Linked DNA regions of Rattus norvegicus: region 1 is linked to region 2. A link is a contact called in public Hi-C data. All regions are on one chromosome and are shown on one strand. The core of a region is the stretch at or near the end of the contact, and the rest is flanking DNA. Distances in the headings are between cores, read along the strand shown. Region 1 holds the start of Faap20 (FA core complex associated protein 20). Region 2 holds the start of Hes5 (hes family bHLH transcription factor 5).

Region 1 (6,448 bases), core at 3,162-5,661, 290 kb after region 2:
TTGAGCCAAATACCTTTCAGGTAATTTTTTTTCCCCCTACAACGTACAGTTCTTCCAGGTGAGCAAACACAAGACAGTACACCCCACCCCCACCCTGCAGTGCCTTCTCAATTTCCTGCTCACAGCATTTTGGCTTCTTCTGGAAAGTGCTGTTAGGCCCAGAGAAGTTCCCTAGACCTCAGGAGCCTGACTTACGGGGCCCACCTGCTTGATTTTTCAAATGAAAGCAGATTCCGGGGTATTCCTGTGGTACCGTATGAAAGACTCTGCACCTTTCAAAAACTGTATGGTGTGGGGGTACAGCTCACTTAAGTAGCCCCGCCTCCAGTTCCATCCCCAAGGGTGAGAAGAGAAACAACAATACTTAAAAACCAAAGCCCAAATCAGAAAGTTAAAATGTAGCCAGGACACAGCCCCAAATTGATGGCTACGGTAAACACAGTCTGTTTATTTCAGATGCTTTCAGAAATCTGTATCCACCTGGCTGAGGGGCCCAGAAGGTGAAGAGACCTCTGGCATCTGGGTCAAGGGCCTTCCCGTGTGCAGGTTTCCTGTAAATGCTGTTGGATCCGGGTCAAAGCTGACTCTGTGGGATCTGAGAAACCACAGCCTCCCTGGGGAGTCCCCCTGGGGCTCCCACTCACCCCATGCACCAGGAAAGCTTGGTTTCTGCTTGACTTATTGTCTCCGCAGGAGAGGCCCCAAGTTTTTCCCCTTTCTGCCACCCTCCTCCCTAAGGCTCTGTCCTTCTTTCTGTGGCCCTGTGGTCCCTCTGAAGCTCTGGGCACAGCTAGGACACAGTACACAGGACTGCCCTCTGGAAGTTGCCCCACGGTTGTGTTTCAGGAAAACCTAGAAGGGCATTAGTGGGCAGGGCTGGAAGGCGTCACATTAAGGCCAGGACTTAGGGCCATATGAGTTAGCCTCCTGGAGAAAGGGCCAACGAAGGCACAGACCCTGGAGGGAACATAAGCTGGGCCATGAGAGGGTTTGGAAAAGTGGCTGGAAGAGTTTGCTGGATGTCAGAATGCCACTGTGAACCGACAGAAGTGGCCGGGTGGAAATGTGACCTGAAGGGTGGTTCAGAGGTGGGAGCTGAAATGGGGCAAGGTCCCTTCCCCCAGTGCCCTCTCCTCCAGTGTCCCTTGGCTTTTTGGGTTAGATTGCCCCACCCTTGGCTTTGGCTTGCTGACCATGGGCAAGTCCTGGCCACGATCCCCGGTTGGAAGCTTGAAGAGGTACCATAAGGGAGTTGCAGTGTCTGAGCCTCCCCCTCCCCCAACACACCCTTGCCCCCACACCCCATGTGTGGGCCTGAACAACCACTCTGCTGCCTGGCGGATCCTGCGATGTTTCCCAGGCAACTGTCTCATACAGCCTGTCTGCCTGGCACTCCCACACCCCATAAATGCCGCCGTGCCTGGATCCAGGCAGCCTTGCCTGCTTGGCACACACAGGCCAGCAGGTGTGGGGAATGCAGCCCGTTGTCAGAAGGCCACGCAGGCAGAGAGGCAGCTCAGGCCTCTTGGACACCCTCACGCAGTCAGTGAGTATGGCTGGGGTGCCCTGCGTAGATGCCACGCTGTTCTACCTCACAGTAAGTGTGGGGAGATCTGAGTGGCATGGCTAGAGTATGTCCCCGGGCATGCTGGCCTCTACAGGTTTCACTCGAAAGCTAACCCTAACCTGTGTCCTTTCTGGACTTGGACACCGACAGGTGCTGTCACTGTCATGACCCATTTGTCCAGTAAATTAATGGTAAACCCGGTTCCCAAGAAGGCAAGGAGAATGTTGGAAGTCAAGCAGGACTTGGATGACCCCAGCAGCTTCCAACTGGGGTTCTGATGGACGGGTTCACCTAGTCCACCAGCTTACCAGCCCCTGTTGACGGCAGAGATCAATCTGGTGACCAGCTTTGCTAGTGAGAAAGTCAGGATTCTGTTAATACCACCTTGAGAAAATAGCTTGCTGAGACACCAACCCGGCCGGCAGACCCTCGGCACTTCTGAGACTAGCTTTGGAGGGTGGAGTTTAGGCTTTTCCTCCAAGAAAATACGGTCTAATGATGGACAAGGCCAAAGAGAAAAAGGTGGGCTCAACCTGGGTGTGGGTGGGCAGATGCAGGCAGCTTTACTGCTTCCCACACTGGGTCACTTTCTGCATCACCAGTGTGTCTCCTCCAAAGGGCCGAAGTATCCTTTTGTAACTGTGAATCTTGGCTCAGAAGGAAAGTTGTTTCTGCAATGCAAGGGTTAATCCCAAGCAGAAAGTATTTTCCAGTAAATTCCTTGTCACCACAACAGATAGCTCCAGGAGAGTGAAATCCTTTCACCGTATTCAATCTTAGGTTTTTAAATTTTTTTCTTTTAATTTATTTTGTTTTTCAAGACAGGGTTTCTCTTTGTGTAACCCTGGCTGTCCTGGAACTTGATTTGTAAACCAGGCTGGCCTTGAACTCACATTGAGCCACATGCTTCTGCCTCCTGAGTGCTGGAATTAAAGGCAACACCACCACCTGGCTTCAACTTTACATTCTGGAGAGATAGCTCAGTGGTTAACAGCACTTCACTGCTCTTCTAGTGGTCCCAGTTCCCAGCAATCACATGGTGGCTCACAACCATTTATACTGGGATCTGATGCCCTCTTCTGGCATGCAGGTGTAGGTGCAGCTAGAGCACTTACATACATATTTTTTTTTTCTTTTTCTTTTTCTCAGAGCTGGGGACCGAACCCAGGGCCTTGCACTTGCTAGGCAAGCGCTCTACCACTGAGCTAAATCTCCAACCCCCATAAATATTTTTTTAAAAATTCCTTCCTCTGTGGTGTGAGCATACACACCATAGTGGAGGTCAGGAGACAACCTCACTTTCCATATTGTTTAAGGCAGTCTCCTCTTTGGTTCCTGTCTCTGCTCATCTCAAAGTACCCTGGGAGTCCAGACTTGTGCTGTCCGGCATGGTTTCACGTTGGTTTTGAGAACTGACCTCAGGGCCTCATGCTTGCACAGACACTTTGCCCACTGAGACATCTCCTCAGTCCAAATTCAACTTTTTGCTTTTTTGTTTTTGTTTTTGTTTTTTTTTCAGAGCTGGGGACCAAACCCAGGGTCTTGCGCTTACTAGGCAAGCGCTCCACCACTGAGCTAAATCCCCAACCCCTTGTTTTGTCTTGAGACAGGATCTTTCTTCATAGCCCTGTTATCCTGGAACTCACTCCACAGAGCAAACTCATAGAGACCCTCCTGCCTCTGCCTCCTGAGCACTGGGATGAAAGGTCTGTGCCAGCACCGTTCAAATTAAACTTTTAAAGCCTTTCTTGGCAATACTTCGCAGACAGCTGGGACAAGGTCACTGCTGGGGCTGCTCATTACCCTGCTTCTACCTCCTCAGGTTCTAAAGATGGTTGGATTGGGGCTGGAGCGACGATTTAATGGTTAAGAACATTTCCTTTCTTTCTTTCTTTTTTTTTTTTTTTTCGGAGCTGGGGACCGAACCCAGGGCCTTGCACTTGCTAGGCAAGCGCTCTACCACTGAGCTAAATCCCCAACCCCAGTTAAGAACATTTGCTCCTCTTTGCAAAGGATCCAGGTTCATTTCCCAGCATCCGCATGGTAGCTCGCAACTGTAACCACAGTTCTAGGAGATCCAAGATCTTTTCCCACCTCTGTGGGCAGCAGACACATACCGCACAGATATCTGCTCTCGGATCCTTAGGAGATTAAACTTGCTGATCCTCTTCAAGCCTACAGAGATAGAAGACAACCTCGGTCCGGAATCCATCCCCGACCCTGGCCTGGACACAATTTCCAGGTTGTGGAACCTGGAAGTACTCACAGTAGGGGTGATCTCACCTAAAGATGAGAGGCAAAGTTCTGACTGGAGGAAGAGCCAGGAAAGGGGTTAGGGAGTCAGATGGTTGCAGGACAGGCTTTTGGACCGTCCCTGACCCCTGGGGGCTTTGCAGTAGAATGCTATTAGCGAATCCCAATGCGTCTGTCAAAGTGCCTGGGCTTTTGCTGCCACCAAGTGATGGGTTGCAGGATTGCAGGGCGGGTTATTGGCTAGGTAGGAAACCGGGGATTTTCTCTCTGAGCCTTCATCCCCTGGGCTTTGAGGTTTCATTGCCTCTCTCTTTGGTAGAAAAACCCAGTTCCTTCTATAAGAAGAAGAGGAAGATGATGGCAAAACTGGACTTGGGAATCTGGCCCTGTCCATGGGGCCCTCCTGAGAAAGGCCAAAGAACTGGAAACTGAGGCAGGGCATTGTCTAGTACCACTGGGAGGTGCCATCAGCAGGGCAAGCCTGACAGTTCTCAGCACGTGTTGACAGATGGGAGCCCAGGCTCCAGGGTCTGCACAGGGTCGGGTGGGTCCAATCTCGCACCCCTGCAAACTGGAGGTCAGCTCCACGCTGTCGCGACTCTCCCTCAAGGCGGCAGCCTCGTGTTCCCAACGGTTGGGATCTCGGCGCCTTAGATTTCCAGCGCCACAAAAGGGAGCTGGCACTTGGCAGAGCGGAGAGCGGGGGCTCTGGAAGCCTCCGGAGCGGGTCCCGGTCGGAGGGCGGGTCTGGCTGTAAGTCTCACTTCCGCCGGACGCTCTTAGGAGAAGGATGGAGGAGGAGCGGAGGCTGCGGGGGAGGCTGAGCCGCCGCAGGCCGCCCGCAGGGGGCGGGTGAGGCGGGACAGAGCGGAGGGGTGGGGTCCTGGGGGCTTTGGAAGGAGGTGGGAGCCTGGGAAGGCGGTGGGGACGCCGCGACGTTCCCGCCTAGCTGCGGGGTTCCTCGCACACGTGCATCGCGCTACTAGCCACGCTCCGCCTCTCTCCGGGCGCGGTCGCTTCTTCCGCCCCAACCCTGCAGTCCCCATCGCCACCTCCGCCACCCCTCTTTCCGTCGCCTATTTAGCCTCTCCTTTCGCAGCTCCAGGCTCCATTTCCTCCTAGAGTTCGTTTACCCTTCAACGTGAGGTTCATTCCTGTCCCCTTACTATGGGCTCCCTCCTCCTCCATTACTCCACTGTGGGCTTGCTCCCCACCCCAGCCTTGTTGCCCCTCACTGTAGAACCAACCCTTCGTGACATCTACCATGGATCCCCTGGCTGACCCTTCTTATGATTCCCAGGCCCCCTAACTGCCGCCCCTGGTTTCTCTCGGAGGAAAGTAAGAGTGAGCCGTGGGCTGCTCTGCTGCGCAGCACCGTGGGCGGGAACACGGATTGGACCCCGAACAGTCAGCCATTACCACCGCTGCCTGCTTTTCCCAGCCAGGTGTGTCCAAAAACACTAAGCCGGGATGACTCCGGAGAGGGATCTCAGGCCCTGGGGAGGTCATGGTGTTGGTGGCTATGACCTTAAGGGCACTGCTTTTCAGGAATCTCTGCCTGACCCAGAGTCCACTGTGCCTCCTGAGGTCTTCACTGTAGGATCCAAGACTTTTTCCTGGACGCCTTTTCCGCCTGCCCTTCGTGGCTCTGGAAGCTCCTGCCGCCTGTTACGTTGTCCTGAAGGCTCTCCGGGGTCACCTGCTCCATCCCTGAAAGGATGCCCTGCACTGGATTCCCGTCAAACTCCCAGCACCCAGGAGTGTGTGCAGAGTCAACTTGTGTTGCTGAACTGCCCATTGTGCCAGAAGGCATTTGACCCGAAGTGAGTGTCCCATCCCAGACCTCAGGCTGAAGACTTAGCTGGATGTAAGGCCCACTGGCTTAGGAGGCAAAGAGAGTGCCTGGTGGGGCTCAGGCCTTTTGTTTATGTAACTAATTTTTAAATTATAAATATTTACATACATGTGTGCCTGGCACGCATGCATGTGGAGGTCAGAAGACAACTTCTTGAAGTCTGTTCTGGCCTTCTATCACGTGAGTCCAGGGGTTGAACTCAGGTCCTCAGATTTGCTGAGCCTTTATTTGCTGAGCTTTCTTGCTAGTCCTGGTTAATCAAGCACAGAGTTGGCTTGATTAAATAGCTGTCAGAACATGAGGCAGGTGGGACCCTAGTTCAGAGCCCAACAGGCTCCTCCAGATGATTACAAAAGAAATTGTGCTGAGCTGGAAGTGGAGGCTTATGTGCTTTTAATCCCAGCCTTTGAGGGACAGATGTCTGAGTTCCAGGCCAGCCTGGTCTACATAGTGAATTCCGGAACAGCCAGTGCTATGTAGAGAGAGATCCTGTCTCAAAAAAAATGTGCATATTTATTGTTTGTGTAGTATATGTACATGTTCAGAGGGTTTGTACACAGAGGTGCTAGGGTGGGCTACACAGTGGGCTCAGGATACGCCTGTCTGTCCTGCCACCAGTACCTGTATCACGAATGTATACAGCCTTTTACATTGGTAATGTTTGCATAGAAGGTACGTTACCATTAACTGAGCCATCTTTCTAACCTCCAAAATGTGGCTTTTAAAAAAAAAAATCAGATTCAAGCCTTTATGAATTTGGGAGGGTCCCCAAT
Region 2 (7,053 bases), core at 2,513-5,012:
AAGGTCACTTCCTTGCCCCAAGTTCCCAGGAGGGGGTGGTCGAAGGCAACAGCAGGCTGCCCCCTCCATTTCTCAGGTCCATCCTCATTCCAACCCCTCATTCCTCATCCACTGTAAATGTTCTGGAACTAGAACATGGCTGGGGCTCATAGGACCCAACAGCCCCCACAGTCGCACAAGCAGGATCATGTCTATGTCTCTTCTCTAGACAAACTCCAAATTGTGGCCAAATATACATAAAAATTCACCCACTTCTGTTCACACTTGTTAAATATACTCACGATGTGACACAGCTGTCACCACCACCCATGTTCATCTTCTCAAGCCAGAACTGTCCCCGTTAAACACTGCCACTCCATCTTCCTCCCGCCCCAGCTCTTGACAGTCGATGTTCCACTTTCTGCCCACAGATTTGACTACTCTAGGTCGCTCCCGTAACTGGTAACTGGACTCCTGCAGGATCTGTCCTCTTGGGGCTGGTTTGTCTCCTTAGCCATGAGTTTCACCCATGCTGTGTGCAAATGAGCGATCTTCCACTCTATGGATGCTTCCTCTGTTCTTTATCTGTTAGTTGATCTGTGAACACTTGGGTGGCCCTGGCTCCTTGGCTACTGTGTACTGTGCAGCTGTGGGCGCCAGTACAGAAAAGCTTGAGTCTGCTTATAACTTCTATGAGCATAGACATGGAGGCAGAATTTCTGAGTTATAAATTAATTCCATTTAATTTTTGTCTGCCTTCCAAACTGTTTATCACAGTGCTGTACTCCCATCCAAAATGAACCTTCCTTCAGAGACTGGGAGCAGAGTATCCTGCAGCTTCCCCTTTCTCATCCAAGGAACTCCTCAGCCAGCTTACTAAGGGAACGGGTCCTGACTTTCAGCATAACCTGGGCAGACTCAGTATACAGGATCCCCACCGCTGCCCCAATGTACAAAATAGCGTGAAGCACTCCACTGAGGGGCCTTGCCAACTCCAGATCCTGACCAGCCTCACCTACTGTCCCTTCACCCAGACCTACTGAGCGCTCAGGTGGGATCCTCTGAAAGGTACAGGAAGGGCAAACTAGGGAAGGACCCGATTCCATGCGGCTGCGGTGGCTAAGGATCCCGATGCCCCTCCCCCACCTCGCAGTGCTTCTGCCGGGCAAAGCCCGCCAGCCAGAGGCAGCCTTTACCCATCCCCCTTTGCAGCTACTCAAGTCGGATGGTGTGAGCCAGGAGCCCAGAGAGTTTCCCACACTTTGGCCCCATTCACAGTGTTAAACGGCCCACAAAGGCCAGGCGTGTGCCTCAGAGGCCGCCTGGGCTGCCATCTGGCCCGCACTCGGGGAGGCAACCAGCCTTTCATCCGGCTGGGATTTAACACCATTCATTTCATATTTCCCACAACTGAAAATTGGATCAAAGCTGCTAGGGTTGAGGGGGGGTGGCGGTGAGGAGGAGCGGGGGAGGGGGTGGCCCTCCCCGTGGCCCACCCACCACCCTCACCTCTGGAAGGCCAGCTCTCCTAACCCACCGCGGGTGGGCGGGCGGTTGGGGTGGGATGGAGGTTGGACCATATCTCCTGGCACGCGTCTCATTTGGGTGAGGAGCTGGCTCGGGGGAGGGTACTGGAAGAACAGAACACAAGCCTTAGCCAACTGTCCTCACCAAAGTCTTGGGGAGCAAGTCTGTGCCTGGATGACCCTCATATCTGGGTACAGTCTTGGGTCCTTGCTGCCAGCAGCCAGGAGCAATGGTCAGGGCTCACATAGGCTCAGACCCTGGTTCCAGTTGGTGGGTTTCATGCCCTCCCTGGTCTGTTTGCATTCCCTTGGCCCTCTGAACACCTAATCAGGCTCCTGAGCCCTTCCTGCAGGGCATACAGGACAACCACACAGGTTTTCCTGCCCTCCCCACTCCCAGGGATCTGAGATCCACAGCATGGCTAAATTTGACTACCATGCGGTGGTGTAAACTTCTAGTTGGCTGCAAACAAGATTCCAATGAGCACCACCAGGACTCCTCTGCCTTGGAGTCTGAGGGGGCTGCTTGCCCACCACAAAGTGCCAGACACTGCTAGTCCTCAGGATTGTAGAAGCAGAGGCATACAGCCCCAAGCCTCCCTCCTGAACTTACAGAGTACCTCTGCCCTTCAACACCAAACAACCCCTCAGAGAGGAGCTCAGGGAGTGGGTTGGGGTGGGTGCGGGGAGCTCAGGGTCTAGGGGAGGTGAATTCTGTATCTATATCCTGCATTGGACAGACCATCACAGGGTGCCTCAAAGCCAAGCCTTCCCCTCTTGTCTCAGATGCTTCCTTCCATGATAACCCAACAACCCCTTGTGCTAAGAGCTTCTGGAGCGAGGCCTGGTGAATAGACCGCTTACAGCAGTGGGTCACTACCATAGCAGGAGGGGAGGGCACTATGAAGGCCCTTTGGTTCCTGAGCTCAGACATGGCTGATATCCATCCAGAGAACCTTTGTTTCATTCTGCACTGGGTACTGTTCTCTGACACCAGCCTCCTGTTTTGGACCTGGCTAGGTCTTAGGCTGCTCCTAGGAGGAAGCACAGGCCTCATCTCCTCCCTCAGCCCCTGCAGAATATTGGGGAAATAGTATGGGTTCCAGGTGGAGGGACACTCTCACACGGCCATCCTCTAGGTAGGGTCAGCTGGCTAGGCACCACAGTTACCCGTTCTTCCAAAGGGGCCCATCCAGGCCAGCACAGCATTCACATGGGGTCTTCTTCTCAGGTCTGCCACCTTATACCTCCCCACACACAAAATGCTGAGTGAAACCGGAAAACACACACACACACACACACACACACACACACACACACACACACGGGGGTGGGGGCGGGGAGGGCGGGAGTTTTGCCATGAGAGGAGTTAAGGGCAGCCAAGGTTTCCTAGAAGCCACAGACAGCATGGTCCTCCTGTTTCAGAGATGCGTTGTGACACCTGGTGACTGGAGAGCAGTCTAGATATCCTGTGGGTGCCGGGGGTTCCTGCGGGCTTCATGCTAGCAGGCGCTATCCAGCAGATTCAGCTAGCCTGGAAGTATGCCTGGCAGGCTCCACACTTAAGTTAACACCTAGACATTTCTAGCTGTGGAGAAGTCACTCCTCCCAAGTGACAGTTTGGGGAACTGGCAATAAAGCGCCTGAGTCCTAAATCCTAAACACCGTTGTCCCTCTCTCATCCTGTACCTGTGAATGGCACGAAGGCAGCATCTGTTTGAGAGAGTGTGGCCCGCTTTAACCCACTGTGCCTGTGGGCAACAGGTCCCAGCTGGGGAGGGTGCCCACTCCTCTGGAAGCCGCTGTCTGTTCATTGTAAAACTCCCATTTCTCTGCGCCTGTGGCCTCTGCCAGCCAGCGGTGGGGAGCCTCTGGGGAGTGGAAGGGAAGAAGGGAGAGAAGGGGGGAGCACTCCTTCCTGCCCTCCCCACCTCCCCGCGGCCTGGGAAAAGGCAGCATATTGAGGCGCGGGGCTCTCAGCATCAGGCCCCGGGATGCTAATGAGGGCGAGCGCGTTCCCACAGCCCGGACATTGTGCCGCGCGGCCCACCTGCTCCTCGGGGAGCGACCATTGTGCCCGCGCCAATTCACAGGCAATTTAGCGTGCGCTAATGGGCCGGCGCCTTTGTGCGGCCGGCGCCGCCATTGGCCGCTGAGTGTGGGAACGGCCGCGGCGCCCGGACCCCAGGCGCCGGGCCGCTGCCCGCGCCTATATAAGGCTGGCGTGAGGGGGTTCGGGCCGCGCCAGCCCGGGACGCCTGGCTCTGCTCGCTCCGCTCCGCTCGCCAATCGCCTCCAGAGCTCCAGGCATGGCCCCAAGTACCGTGGCGGTGGAGATGCTCAGTCCCAAGGAGAAAAACCGAGTAAGTGCCACTCGCCCGGCGCACGCCGTCCCGTTCCCCCGGGGCCTCCGGCGTCCGCCGCCCACCTGACGCATCTCCTCCCGCAGCTGCGGAAGCCGGTGGTGGAGAAGATGCGTCGGGACCGCATCAACAGCAGCATTGAGCAGCTGAAACTGCTGCTGGAGCAGGAGTTCGCGCGGCACCAGCCCAACTCCAAACTGGAGAAGGCCGACATCCTGGAGATGGCCGTCAGCTACCTGAAGCACAGCAAAGGTGAGCTAGGCGCCTGCGCCCGTGTCCTGCTCCCCACCGGTGTGGCTCCCACCGCGCGCGCCCCACTCATGCCGCTCGGTCTCCCCACAGCCTTCGCCGCGGCCGCCGGCCCCAAGAGCCTGCACCAGGACTACAGCGAGGGTTACTCGTGGTGCCTGCAGGAGGCGGTGCAGTTCCTGACCCTGCATGCAGCCAGCGACACGCAGATGAAGCTGCTTTACCACTTCCAGCGGCCCCCAGCTCCCGCCGCGCCTGTCAAGGAGACCCCGACGCCCGGCGCTGCGCCCCAGCCGGCGCGCTCCTCCACTAAGGCCGCCGCCTCCGTCTCCACCTCGCGCCAATCTGCCTGCGGCCTCTGGCGGCCCTGGTGACCCAGCGGCCGACGGGTGCCTGGAGCTGACCAGAGGACCAGCTCGTTCCTCTGTTCCTCTCGATGTGGGAAGACATTCCCCAGCCGCGTTTCAGCCCCAGGTTGGCCGCAACCTTCTTCCGAAGGCTCCCTCCCCAGGCTGGCTGGCCAGCAAGGGGGGTCATTCTTAGAGAATGTGCGTGCAGAGTTGTCATTTGGGGATAATCAGGGTCCACCCTCTGCCGCCTGTCCGACCCCATGGGGTTGTTTTGTGTTTGCATTTCAGCAAGTGACTTCTGCGAAGTTCCCGGTCGGTTTCCACCGGGTGTTCTATGATATTTGTAGAGTTGGGGGTTGGTTGGCTCACCCCAGCCCATAGAGTAGAGGACTTTCTTCAGGGCCCGTGACTGCTGGGCAAGCGCCCTGCGGGCGGGCTGTGCCCTGGGCACATTTGCCTTTTGTGAAGGCGGAACTGCAGGTGTTTCCTCAGAGGAAAGCACTCAGCCTGCGTGGGTGTAGGACCCCTGGGACCTCACCTTAAGGTCCACATGGCCTTGGCTGTCTGGTGCGCGCTCACAGTGGGCTGTCTGGGAGGGTGGGGTCTCCACGACGATCCTCAAAGGATTCCTTTGTATGGGAGGGTGCGTGTGGGCACAATTTTGTACTTAGAATTTGAACTCTTGGTTATGTGGGAGAACACAAGCTGTTCTGAAGGCTTCTAATAAAATATCAAGCCCTATGCCATGTCTGTGCCTCTCTGTGCATGTCTGTCCTTGGCAGCCACAGGGGTGGCCTGCCTCCCTCGTAAATGGAGGTGGAACAGTGGGATCTACCATGTTTCCAAACCGGGATCAGGACGGGTGCTTGCTGGTGGTCCTCTGACAGAGAAAAAGAGAGGGCAGGAGGAGCATATAGAGCTGTTGATGCTCTCACTGTGAACAAGACCTGGGTAGCTGCTGCGGTTCCCACTAGCTCCCAGGAGGGGGTCGGGGACGGGATCCTAACAACTGCAGACCCTCTGCTCTGTGCACTGAGAGGAAGCTGAAGGCCTAGGTGGATCTCTTGCTGCAGCAAGAGGCTCGGCTGTGCCAAACCTGAGAGAGTATCTGGTCCAGCTCCCGCTTCCCTTAGTATACCTGCTTAGCTATTTCATAAACACCCTCCCTCCCACAAGGTGACTAGGGCCAGGGCCGACCCATTCCATTCAGCCATGAACCTGGTAGGTATGGTCCATTGTCTGAGACAGGCTGTCTGTCTGCTTTAAGGTAGGCTATAGCAGGTCGGTCAAGTTCACAGCTTCCAGGTGTCCCAAAGGCAAAACCCACGGAGCAAAGAGTGGGGAGGATCTGGGTGTGTCTACATGTCTTCTGAGTGACAAAGCCACAGATGTGGCCCCTGCCCTGACTCTAACCTTTCCCACCCCACCCCCTTATTCCTTTCTATCTACTCTGCCAGTGACCACCTGAGGACCCTGCTGAGGCCCACACATAGCAAGCAAGGACAGACAGCCTCATCCGCATTCATTTAGCTTACCACAGGAGCAGCAGAGCATCTATGAACAGGGAAGGAGGCCACTGTCCTTGTGGAGTGTCCTTCTAAACACAGGCCTGAAGCTGCTGGGTCGCCTCACTCTCAGGAGCCCTGCCACCCTGGAGCAGGCTCTCCCATCCAGAATATGTCCACTCTGTTGGTATGCACATACAAAGCTTCCTCCTCCCTGAATCAATCTAGATATATGGTGACTGAGCCTGTACATCGCCTCAAACCTGTGCTCCAGGAACCGGGCAAGTCAGTCAGTGTCAGCCTGCAGACAGAACCTGAGAGCAAGATATTAAGTTACGAGAAGGGCCTCTTGGAGGACACAGTGCTCTCTCTCAAGGGACCTAAGTCAACAGGCACTGCAGATCACCTCCACTTTGAAACCCTGCCCCCTCTTCCAGGCACCCCCCACACACACACACTTTCTGCAGATTGTCATTGAAGTGCCGATCTTCCCAGTTTCAGACACATGTCTCTATCCCATATCCCTTCCCTATAGCTGGGCACTCCTCGAGAGTAGAGTCCTTAAAACTACTCCAGTTTACATGGGAGTTTTAGCACTGAAGGTCACGCGTCCTTGGGAAACCAGGATGATGGGGTGACCCTAGCAGAAACCACAGCAGCTTGCAGGGTCAACCTCACAGCAGGAGATCTGAAAGCAGGATCGCCAAGCTCAACCCAACTTAGCATCTAGCCAGCTCAGTGAAATAATATTCCAGAAGCTTGATATTGGTAGTTTGGAGAATAACGGCCCTCTCTTCCGCAGTTCTGGTCCCTAGGACATTTGTATAGGATGGTCCGGTGGCCCGGCCTCTCGCACAGGCGGAGGGGGCGGAGATCATTAGCATAATTTATGCACGCGGTCGTTTAGCAGTCAATTATATGCGCATATATTTCCATGGCTGATGAGGCTGGCCGGGCACTTTCAAAATGGCGGAGCGTGGAGCGAGTGGCGGCGGGAGCGGCGGGGACAGTCTGGACAAGAGCATCACGCTGCCCCCCGACGAGATCTTCCGAAACCTGGAGAACGCCAAGCGCTTCGCCA

What was found. Hi-C and Micro-C count contacts between places; a contact is called where the count stands out from the background.
Region 1: a contact with region 2 is called in a Hi-C map of frontal cortex, with 2.6 times the contacts expected there. The contact joins the promoter of Faap20 here to the promoter of Hes5 in region 2. A contact is called at or near these places in 4 of 12 Hi-C or Micro-C datasets (Schwann cells, frontal cortex, mammary epithelial cells and 1 more).

The regions. Positions count from the first base shown.
Region 1 is chr5:171,086,554-171,093,001 of GRCr8, forward strand. It overlaps Faap20 (FA core complex associated protein 20), which reads left to right and starts at 4,412. Exons shown (of 4, transcript NM_001108698.1): 1 at 4,412-4,672; 2 at 5,121-5,265; 3 at 5,369-5,643. The coding sequence starts at 4,611.
Region 2 is chr5:170,800,815-170,807,867 of GRCr8, forward strand. It overlaps Hes5 (hes family bHLH transcription factor 5), which reads left to right and starts at 3,763. Exons shown (of 3, transcript NM_024383.1): 1 at 3,763-3,868; 2 at 3,955-4,120; 3 at 4,211-4,530. The coding sequence starts at 3,815. The coding sequence ends at 4,491. It overlaps Pank4 (pantothenate kinase 4), which reads left to right and starts at 6,935. Exons shown (of 19, transcript NM_133531.2): 1 at 6,935-7,053. The coding sequence starts at 6,939.